2 separate regions of the Macaca mulatta genome follow, and region 2 is linked to region 1. Evidence: chromatin contacts called from public Hi-C data. All regions are on one chromosome and are shown on one strand. The core of a region is the stretch at or near the end of the contact, and the rest is flanking DNA. Distances in the headings are between cores, read along the strand shown. Region 1 holds the start of SDE2 (SDE2 telomere maintenance homolog). Region 2 holds the start of H3-3A (H3.3 histone A).

Evidence for each region. Hi-C and Micro-C count contacts between places; a contact is called where the count stands out from the background.
Region 2: a Hi-C map of blood shows a contact between it and region 1, with 6 times the contacts expected there. The contact joins the promoter of H3-3A here to the promoter of SDE2 in region 1. A contact is called at or near these places in 7 of 14 Hi-C or Micro-C datasets (CD4 T cells, blood, cortical neurons and 4 more).

Annotation. Positions count from the first base shown.
Region 1 is chr1:83,724,417-83,729,140 of T2T-MMU8v2.0, forward strand. It overlaps SDE2 (SDE2 telomere maintenance homolog), which reads right to left and starts at 2,614. Exons shown (of 7, transcript XM_015115188.3): 1 at 2,420-2,614. The coding sequence starts at 2,539.
Region 2 is chr1:83,788,443-83,793,166 of T2T-MMU8v2.0, forward strand. H3-3A (H3.3 histone A) reads left to right here and starts at 2,599. Exons shown (of 4, transcript XM_015115178.3): 1 at 2,599-2,689; 2 at 4,205-4,355. The coding sequence starts at 4,228.

The DNA of each region.
Region 1 (4,724 bases), core at 1,364-3,863:
CATCAAGCAGTGTTTAAACACGTTCAAAATAAAACAGGACTGTATATAAAAACATCAACATCAGCTCTGGATTGTGAAGGCTCCTCTTTCCTTGGAAACTACAAATTTAAGATAAATGTGGAAAGTTGTGTCCAGAAACCCTTAATGGGAAGCTCTGTCCTGGGTTGGAAATCAAGAATGCTTCTCTACAGGGCAAGAGTGGGAGGGTTCACTCTTATCGAGAGAACTTCAAACAGCAAAATTCCTTAGATATTATTTGGTTTTTGAGACCGAGGCTTCTCAGTGAATAAGAAAGTAGCAGACCTTCATGGGGGTCATTATGACATTATGACATATCACCATTTCCTGTTAACTCTGTAGCTGTACATCGGTGTAGTGTGGGGGTCACAAAAACAAACATAAATTTTGCAGCTGGCTTTATTTGTGTCTGTTATCCCAGCCTGATGAAAAGCAGGGCAGATTTTTATTTTCTCAGTGGGAGTTAACACTAACTTCATCATGTGTCAGAACAGTTTTGTTTTTAAAAACATAGGTGTGAACTTGAGCTATTCTTATTTGTTCCAGTATCTCATCAAATACTCTTTTGTGTTTCTATTCATATTTGCTATGGTCATGTTTCTTAAGTTTCTGACTGAATCCACTCATTTATATTTCTTTTTTTTTTTGAGACTGAGTCTATCTTTGTCACCCAGTTTGGAGTGCAATGGCTCAATCTCGGCTCACTGCAACCTCCACCTCTCAGGTTCAAATGATTCTCCTGCTTCAGCCTCCCCAGTAGCTGGGATTACAGGCGCCTGCCGCCACGCCTAGCCAATTTTTGTGTATTTTTAGGAGAGATGGGGTTTCACCATGTTGGCCAAGCTGGTCTCGAACTTCTGACCTCAGGTGATCTGCCCGCCTCGACCTCCCTAAGTGTTGGGATTACAGGCGTGAGCCACCGCACCTGGCCTATGATTTCTTGCTTCCGATTTAAAAATAATTATTTCCAACATACCTCATGATTAAGATCCTATTTTTTCTGGTTTCACTTTGGATCAATTGTCAGCAAGTTTGAAAACTGTACTCATAGGCCCGAAAGAGTGGCTCAAGCCTGTACTCCCAGCACTTTGGGAGGCTAAGGTGGGAGGATCACCCGAGGTCAGGAGTTCAAGACCTGGCCAACGTGGTGAAACTCCGTTCCTACTAAAAATACAAAAATTAGCCAGGCATGGTGGCGGGCGCCTGTAATCCCAGCTACTTGGGAGGCCAAGGCAGGAGAATCGCTTGAACTCAGGAGGCGGAGGTTGCAGTGGCCGAGATGGCGCCATTGCACTCCAGCTTGGGCAACAGGAGTGAAAATCCGCCAGTGGGCGGGGGGCAGAGAGAGGAGAAAAGAAAACTGTACTCATGAGAAAAGAATTATTTTCAAAAGAATTAGAATGCAATTATTTTCATGGTCAAAAACAGTTGTGCTTACAGTTTTTAGACTGGATTACAGAGCAGGAAGGAAAACATGGAAAGTGAAATACCGTATTATTTGCAAACACATAGCTTCTTCACGGAATCGATCCAAGTCTCTTAAAAATCTGGTTTAGACTGCAGCGTTAACATTTGTTAAGCTTATAAATAGTAAGCAGAGGAAATAGCCGAGGAAAGCACGGATGAGGTGCGGAAAGAAGAACAGAGTTCTAGATCAAGTGCCAACATTAAAATTAGATTCAGGGAAACCACTAAATTCTTTTGACAACTGAATAGGTTTAATATCTTATTGCTGGTAAAAGCTTACTTAATTGAGAGTTAAGTAAAAGCTCACGTGTAACTTGGGAAGTCCCTGGTAGGTTTCCGCAAATGTGCATGGACAAATAAGACCATCAAATGATTAGTGAACACTTCTACATAACAGGCCCTAAGAACCCAGGCTCTCAACAGGACACACGTGTGAATGCTTGGTCACAACGAGTGACCAGAAGAATCAATTTTCCTCCCCAATCATCCTTTGGCCTGGGTTCGGATATGACATACTTCTCCAGGCTGGGGCTTAACAAGGCTGTGTGATAACTGAAAAAAATACACGTCACATAACCACAGTAAGAAGGTGAAGACTGTAGCCTTAAACATCAGCCTGCCCAACTGCCAGAAGACCGTTATATTTACGGATAAAGAAAGAGAAACAAAGTATTTGTAACTGTGAGCCGGACTAAGTGCCTCTAACAGCTTTTTTCTCCCTCTTGGTGGGGAGGCAAACCACCATCACAAAAGAAAAGGAAGCTCTCAGTAACAGTTCGAAGCACCTTAACACTGAGGAACTCTCAGCCTCAACAAGGGAAAACCCCAGAGAATAGAGGTACCCGCCCCTCCTCCTCCGGACAGACCTACTTCGCACCCAGCGCTGCCACCTGTCTGCCTCTTTCTCCTTCCTAACAGGAACCGAAATCCTCACCTGATCTTGGCAGTGCCGGTGGATAAAATCACGGACGGTGCACCGAGCCGAGGCACACCGCACCGCCTTGCACCCGAAGCCGGGGCCGCGAATCCACACCAGCCCAGCGCCTTCCGCCATATCACCAACTCCCCGAACCTCTAGCCTCCCTGAGACACCAGGCGCCGCAACTCGCCCGGCGCATCTTGATGACGCGAGCGTCTCCCAGCGCCCCGCCCCTCACGCTTCCATTCGCTCCTCCCCTCCCCTGGGGCTGGTCAAGTGAGCCGGGCGGCCGGGCGGCGCGGGCTGGGGGAGGGGAACAGGAAAGGCCTGGCGGAGGCCGATAAGGCAGCAGAGCACTGGGCGAGGTGTTGCCAGGAGAAGTTGCTAGGGCGGGGCTCGAGGGACCGGCTATAAAAGGTTCGTGCTGGGTTAGATTTCGAGCTTCCTGGCCATAAGCGATAAGGCTGTAACTAAGCACCGCCCTGTGCCGTAGGCTTTGGCCCTTTTCCTCACATCTGTGTAGTTATTTTTGGGTCGCGGAGAATTGTGGCCCAAGAAAGCTCTGCTCCTTGGGAGTGTGGGGAGAGAAGCTGCAGTCCCGGAAGCGGTTTTAGGGGGCCGCTTCCTTGGCCTGGAGGAGCCCCCCAACCCGAGGGGACCAGGGAAACGACCCCCAGGAGGCCCCCAAACAGTGGCCCGCGTGGTTTCTCCTCCAGGTTTACAGAGCGTTCTCTTCCCCTCCAGAAACAGCCAACCTCCGGGTTTCTGCCTGCCACGCACGGTTTATTCTTATTTCCGCCTGTTTGTGCTCTGCGTTATCTCCACTTAAGCTCTGTTTTCAAAATATTTCACAGCAAGTGGGCTCTTGTGAAAGGCAGTGACAGGAGTGACGTTTATAGTCATGCTGCTTCAAAAAACCCTACCATAACTTTTATTCTGCACCATGGAAACACACTCGGACAGATTTGCATAACGTAACTTTAAGGCTCAGGGAATCTGAAGGAGTCCCTTAATATTTAATAGGCTGAGATTATGGTATTTCTAAAACCCTGAACAATTCAAAAGCCACCAGTGTGAAGATAGGAAGGTTATTAGGAGATATCTGTGCCTCCTAAACGCAAATGCATCGGCCCACAGAATTGCCTTCTCTGCTGTTAAAATGCTTGGCAAATGAAACTCCTAGCTGAGTGGGTAACAAGAAAAAATTCAGAAATCGTTTAGAGGTGGCAGTATGTGCGAAAATGGAATTTCAAGGCCTGGGAAGTTAATAGATTCAGTGGTCTTTATTTCACACACGAGGGAAAGTTGGGGAGAGAAAGGGCCTCCATGGGGATGCCAGTAGATAAAGAAAAATTACAAAAAAAATAAAAATAAAGATAGATTGTACCGGCCAGGCGTGGTGGCTCATGCCTGTAATCCAGCACTTTGGGAGCCTGAGGCGGGCAGATCTCTTGGTCAGGAGTTCGAGACCAGCCTGACCAATATGTTGACACCCCATCTCTACTAAAAATACAATAATTAACCGGGTGTGGTGGCGCGTGCCTGTAATCCCAGCTGTTCAGGAGGCTGAGGCAGGGGAATCGCTTGAACCCGGGAGGCAGAGGTTGCAGTGAGCTGAGATCGCGCCACTGCACTCCAGCCTGGGCGACAGAGCAAGACTTGTTTCACACACACAAAAAATATATATATTGTACCTAGGAAGCAGTATTTTGGAAAGGTGGTGCCATGGCAACCCTGGGGCGTGAAGGTGTTGCCAGGTACTTGTAAGCCATCCACACTCCAGAAACCTCAAGTTCCTCTGCAGTTTCCTCCCCAGCTGTCTGTCCTCCGGGTTCCTGAAAAAGCAATCTACAGATCTGAGCCTTAAGCTGCTTCTTTTTTTTTTTTATTTGTGATTTCTTCCTTCTGGGGATCAAAAATGACTATTTCAAATAAATAAATAATTTTTTAAATGACTATTTCAAAGGTCTGAGATCCTACAAGTAACTGTGTAAAGATCAGTTTGGGTTTCCATAACATTTCTGTATCAGGATAATGCTTTGTATCTTGTAAGGAATGATTATGATTAGTCTTTTTTCTCTTTCTTTCTCTTTTGAGACCCTTGCTCTGCCACCTGGGCTGGAGTATAGTGGCGCAATCATAGCACACACAGCCTTGAACTCCTGGGCTCAAGTGATCCGCCACAGCCTCCAGAGTAGTTGGAACTATAGGTGCATGACACCACACCTGACTAATTTTTAAATTTTTTGTAGAGATGGGTTTTTCACTAAGTTGCCCAGGCTGGTCTCGAACTCTTGGGCTCAAGAGATCCTCCCGCCTC
Region 2 (4,724 bases), core at 1,349-3,848, 64 kb after region 1:
TTTTTTTTTTTGAGATGGAGTCTCACTCTGTCACCCAGGCTGAAGTGCAGTGGCAACATCTCAGCTCACTGCAACCTCCACCTCCCGAGTTCAAGCAATCCTCCCACTTCAGTCTCCTGAGTAGCTAGGATTACAGGAGTGTGCCACTATGACAGCTATTTTTTATTTTTAATAGAGACAGGGTTTCTCCATGTTAGCCAGGTTGGTCTCAAACTCCTGATCTCAAGTGATCCACCCACCTCAGCCTCCCAAAGTGCTGGGATTACAGACGTGAGCCACTGTGCTGGGCCTGAGTTCTAGTAAAACCAATTCAGGACTGACCCCTAGGGCCCAGTGGGAATCCCTTCTTGCTCTGGCAGCTCTCCTCTCCCATTATCTAGACTCTACAGTTCACCTCTCTCCTTAGCTATAGTTTTTGCCAATCTTGGGGCTCCAAAGTCCCTCTTTCTTTCGCCTCTCCTGGTGCTACTTCCCTGTGCAAAGCAGTGCTTCCAGAGATCATAAGCCCCATGAGGGCAGGAACAGCGCTTGTGTTATCCACTGCTGCATTCCCAGCACCCCTGAATTGTGCTGAGCACAGAGTTGGCACTCAAATATTCATTCAGTGAGAAAACTTCCTGAAGCCACTAGGAGGGTAACCAGTCACCTTTCCAGGTGCTTAAGTACTTGAACCTACTAGAAAGAATTTGTGGCCTAACTTCATTGAGATAAATATTATTATGCCCATTTCACAAATGGACAGCTGAGTTAGTTCAAATAATCTAAGATCATAACTACTCTACTAAAATGGTCTGACCCTTGGTTAGAAATATTTTTTAAAGCCAAGAAGTAGGAGCTATTGAAAAATCCAGCATACAAAGAGAACATTACCCATGTTATTTAACATTTATTGAAGATATGATGGATTTAACTAATGCAGAACAGCCTTCCTGGATAAATCCAACAATAAATATTTTGGTTTCCCGAAAACAAAACAAAAAACAAGCAAAATAACTCATCTTGGCTTGAATTATAGGAAATTCTTTGCTGGCAGCTCGGCCCAAGCTGATTGCATATGTGCTTTTAGGATAGGACTAGAGATTGCATGTGTTCTGCACAGCAACCAGGGACACAACATTCATGAAGTAATAATGAAACGGGAGGCCTGGATTTTTGTTTGTTTGTTTCTCCTAGGTCTCTTCCTCACTTAAGTGACTTTGGACAAATCCATTTCTTTCCTCATATCTGATTTCCACGTATCTGTTTTGGGATAATGTTTATGACTAAGATGCTTTGTGAAATCTTCAGATTACAAATCGTTACTGCCCTTCATTTATGAAATTTTCCTCCTTCACTACCCTAGGGGATATTTGCATGACCCTTCTACCGAAAACCTTCACACACAGTTGTGAAGCGTCAATACCATCTAGGGACGGTTCAGAGGTTCCAAAGCCAATCAACTGACAAGTCATGAGGATAACTTGGGCCATGAAAAGTCCGTTTCCTACGCTACTGAGAATTGGAAAACAGGTAGATGTACTAATTCCCAAACCATGTTTGGTTTCTTTCTGCTGTTTTCAGCCTCTTCTAAACTATGCAGAAGCTGCGGACATTTGACGATCTATATTCGGCAATTCCTTTCCAAAGCAATCCTACCGAAAACAGATCACACGGCCCCACAGGCGGGCAGGACAAGCCACCGGGCCCTGGTGCAGGAGCTGCTCGCTCCACACATTGTTTAGAGGCCGACGCGACACAGCCATCTTGCGTCGGGGGCCCGGGCCCAGGAGGAGAGCGAGCCCCGTCCCCTGATCCTGGAGGCCGACACCGGCGAGAAGCTGCCCTGCACGCAAGCGGCCGGCCCAGGAGTCTGAGCGGATCAAGTTGTCTGCGGCGGACTCGGGCCGGCCCCGCAGGACCCGGCCGCACTTGGCCCGGCGCGCAGGCGGGAAGGAGGCCGTCGGTCCACCCCTCCCGCTGCCGCAGCGACCCCGTCCGACAGCGGGCACGGGACGCTGGATTCCTATTTGCCAGCTTCCTGCTGGGGAGCGTTTTCCAATGGGGCGCGGCGACCCGGCCGACCGCGTCCTCCTCCCCCACTGCCGCCTGGGTCTCCTCGGAGGCGCGCGCCAGGGCCTGCGCGGGGGCGGCCCCTCCTTCCCCTCCCCGCCGCGACCCGAGACGCCCGCAGGCCGGGCGTTCACCCGCCGCGCCTCCGCCCGCCTTCCCCTCCCCCTACTTCCCTCCGGGCGCCCCAAACCCGGGCCTCGGGGGTTCGACGCCGTGCGCACACGGAGCGGGATGGGAGTGCAGGGCCGGGGGCGGGGGCTGGCCGGGGGCGGGCGGCAGTCTCGGCGGGAGCCGGCGGCCCCTCAGCGTGTCTTTTGTGTTTGTACACACACCGCGCGAGGCGGCCTGGAGGAGGGAGCGGGCGGCGCGCGGGGGAGGGGCGAGCGCGCGCCAGCGAACGGGCGCGCGGGGGGAGGGGAGGGGGCGGGGCGCGAGAGTTGCTGTGGGGGCGGGGCCGAGCCTTCCCTCCATTGTGTGTGATTGGCTGGCGCGCGGCGCGGGGGCGGGGCGGCGTGTGTTGGGGGATAGCCTCGGTGTCAGCCATCTTTCAATTGTGTTCGCAGCCGCCGCCGCGCCGCCGTCGCTCTCTAACGCCAGCGCCGCCTCTCGCTCGCCGAGCTACAGCCGAAGGAGAAGGGGGGTAAGTTTCCCCGTTTGCCCGCTTCCCCGGAACCGAGCCCCGCTTGTCGTCAGCCGCGAACCGGGCCCTGGCCGTGCCGGGAGGGGACCCGTAGCCCCTCCGGCTTAGCCCACAAACTTTTTGGCCCAGAAATGGAGGTAAGGAGCGAGTTTCCCTTTTCCCTCTGACGGCGGCGGCTCCCCAGTCTCTCGCCGCCTCAGCCCAACAGCAGCAACCGCCGCGGCGCCGAGCCTGCTCTCCCTCCTCCTCCCCGCGCCCCTGGCTCCTCTTTCTTCGGTGAAATCCCGCCCGCCGCCCCTTCCCAGGACCCCAAACCTTCACCACGACCCGCGCGGGCCTCTTAACTACCGCCCCCGGGCCCCAGCCCCCAGTTTTCGAGCGGGAAAGGGGTGGAAATCGCCGCCGCTTCGCACCCTGGGGTAACTCGCTTTTTGCTGCCTCCCCACAGTTGTTGCTAAGCTTCACCATCTTGTCTCTCTTCTCTGGTCACCGACCATATTTTTTCCCCCGTTTCTCTCTTCCCCATTTCAAAAAAGCAAGAATTTTTAAAAGAGGGACATTTTTTTCCCTTTTTTGGAGAAGCGGAAACTTGATGCATTTGAAATGCAAAAAAACTTTTGCATTTTGGAGGGCGGCACGTGGCAGGGGATGGGGTATTTTCGAGCGATTTGGTGTTTTGTCTCTTTGGAACGGAATCCGATACGTTTTGCGATTGTTTCCATTTTGTTCTGGTCTGGGAGGCGAGTTGGTTCCTGCTTGAGGCGCTGGGAGCGAGGTGGGCAGGTTAGGGGACCCTGTGCAGAGGGACCCGGAGGAGGCAAAACCAAAAGTTTATGTGGTGCTTGGGGTGGACCGGTCGGCGGATGTCGTGCGTTAATTAAAGCCTGGGTGCGGGGCACTTCATTTCACTGCGAAGCCTGTGAAGACTGGACGCGAGGACGGGGCTTTGTAGAATGCTCGCTGGTGGTAGCTGTTGTTCCTCTCTTGTTTTTTCGAGACGCCTTTTTGTCAACATAACTGTAACGATGCAAAACCAAGAATATTTTCAGATATTTACAGCAATCCATCAACAGCCAGACGAAGGGGGGGCAGCCAAAGTCGGGGGGGAGGAAGACCTTTTTTTGCTGTAATTTGGCTAGACCTTCCAGTGGTTTGTGGCTTCGTTCTTTTGACTTGTTTGTGGATGGAATGTTTACAGACATTTCTAATTTCTACTTTAATTAAATAAATTGGATCAAAGGCTGTTCGAGGTCTTTTTGTTTTGCCGTTTGTCGCTCAGAATTGGCATTTTGAGAGGTGATTGACATTAATTGCTAACAATTTTCTAGTACTCTAGTTTGTTTCAAGAAGATTTTGGGTAGACGTAATCTGCACCCTTTCAAATTATATAACAATACGAACATTATTTTTTATATTGATCATAATTTCCAGATATGGGGAGGGGGTGATCGTGGCAGGAAAAGTTGTATGTTTAGTAGTTGCATATGGTGATTTTTGATTTTTCCATGCTGGTAGGTAAGTAAGGAGGTCTCTGTACCATGGCTCGTACAAAGCAGACTGCCCGCAAATCGACCGGTGGTAAAGCACCCAGGAAGCAACTGGCTACAAAAGCCGCTCGCAAGAGTGCGCCCTCTACTGGAGGGGTGAAGAAACCTCATCGTTACAGGTATTTAAAAACAGGGAAAAAATGGGACAAAGTCTCTCTGGTATGTATCCATATAATTTAACAAAAAGATGGATAACAGGAAAAGTTTTTGCTTTAGAGAGACTTTTTTTTTTTTTGAGCACTTTACTACTTAAATATATGTACTGTATGATCATTTCTATATAACGTTTGGTATTGGGTTTTATTGAAAACGTTTAACTTTGAAGCCATAATCTGACCTACAGGTCTAAGGAGACCTAGTATATCACTGATAATGTTAATGGGATATGTTGACATTTTAGTTAACTATTAGTAATTCTTTAAAAATAGTTACGTGTTGCTTTCTTGAATACACTTTTGAGGATATCTTTCCTAGCTTTTGGCAAAATA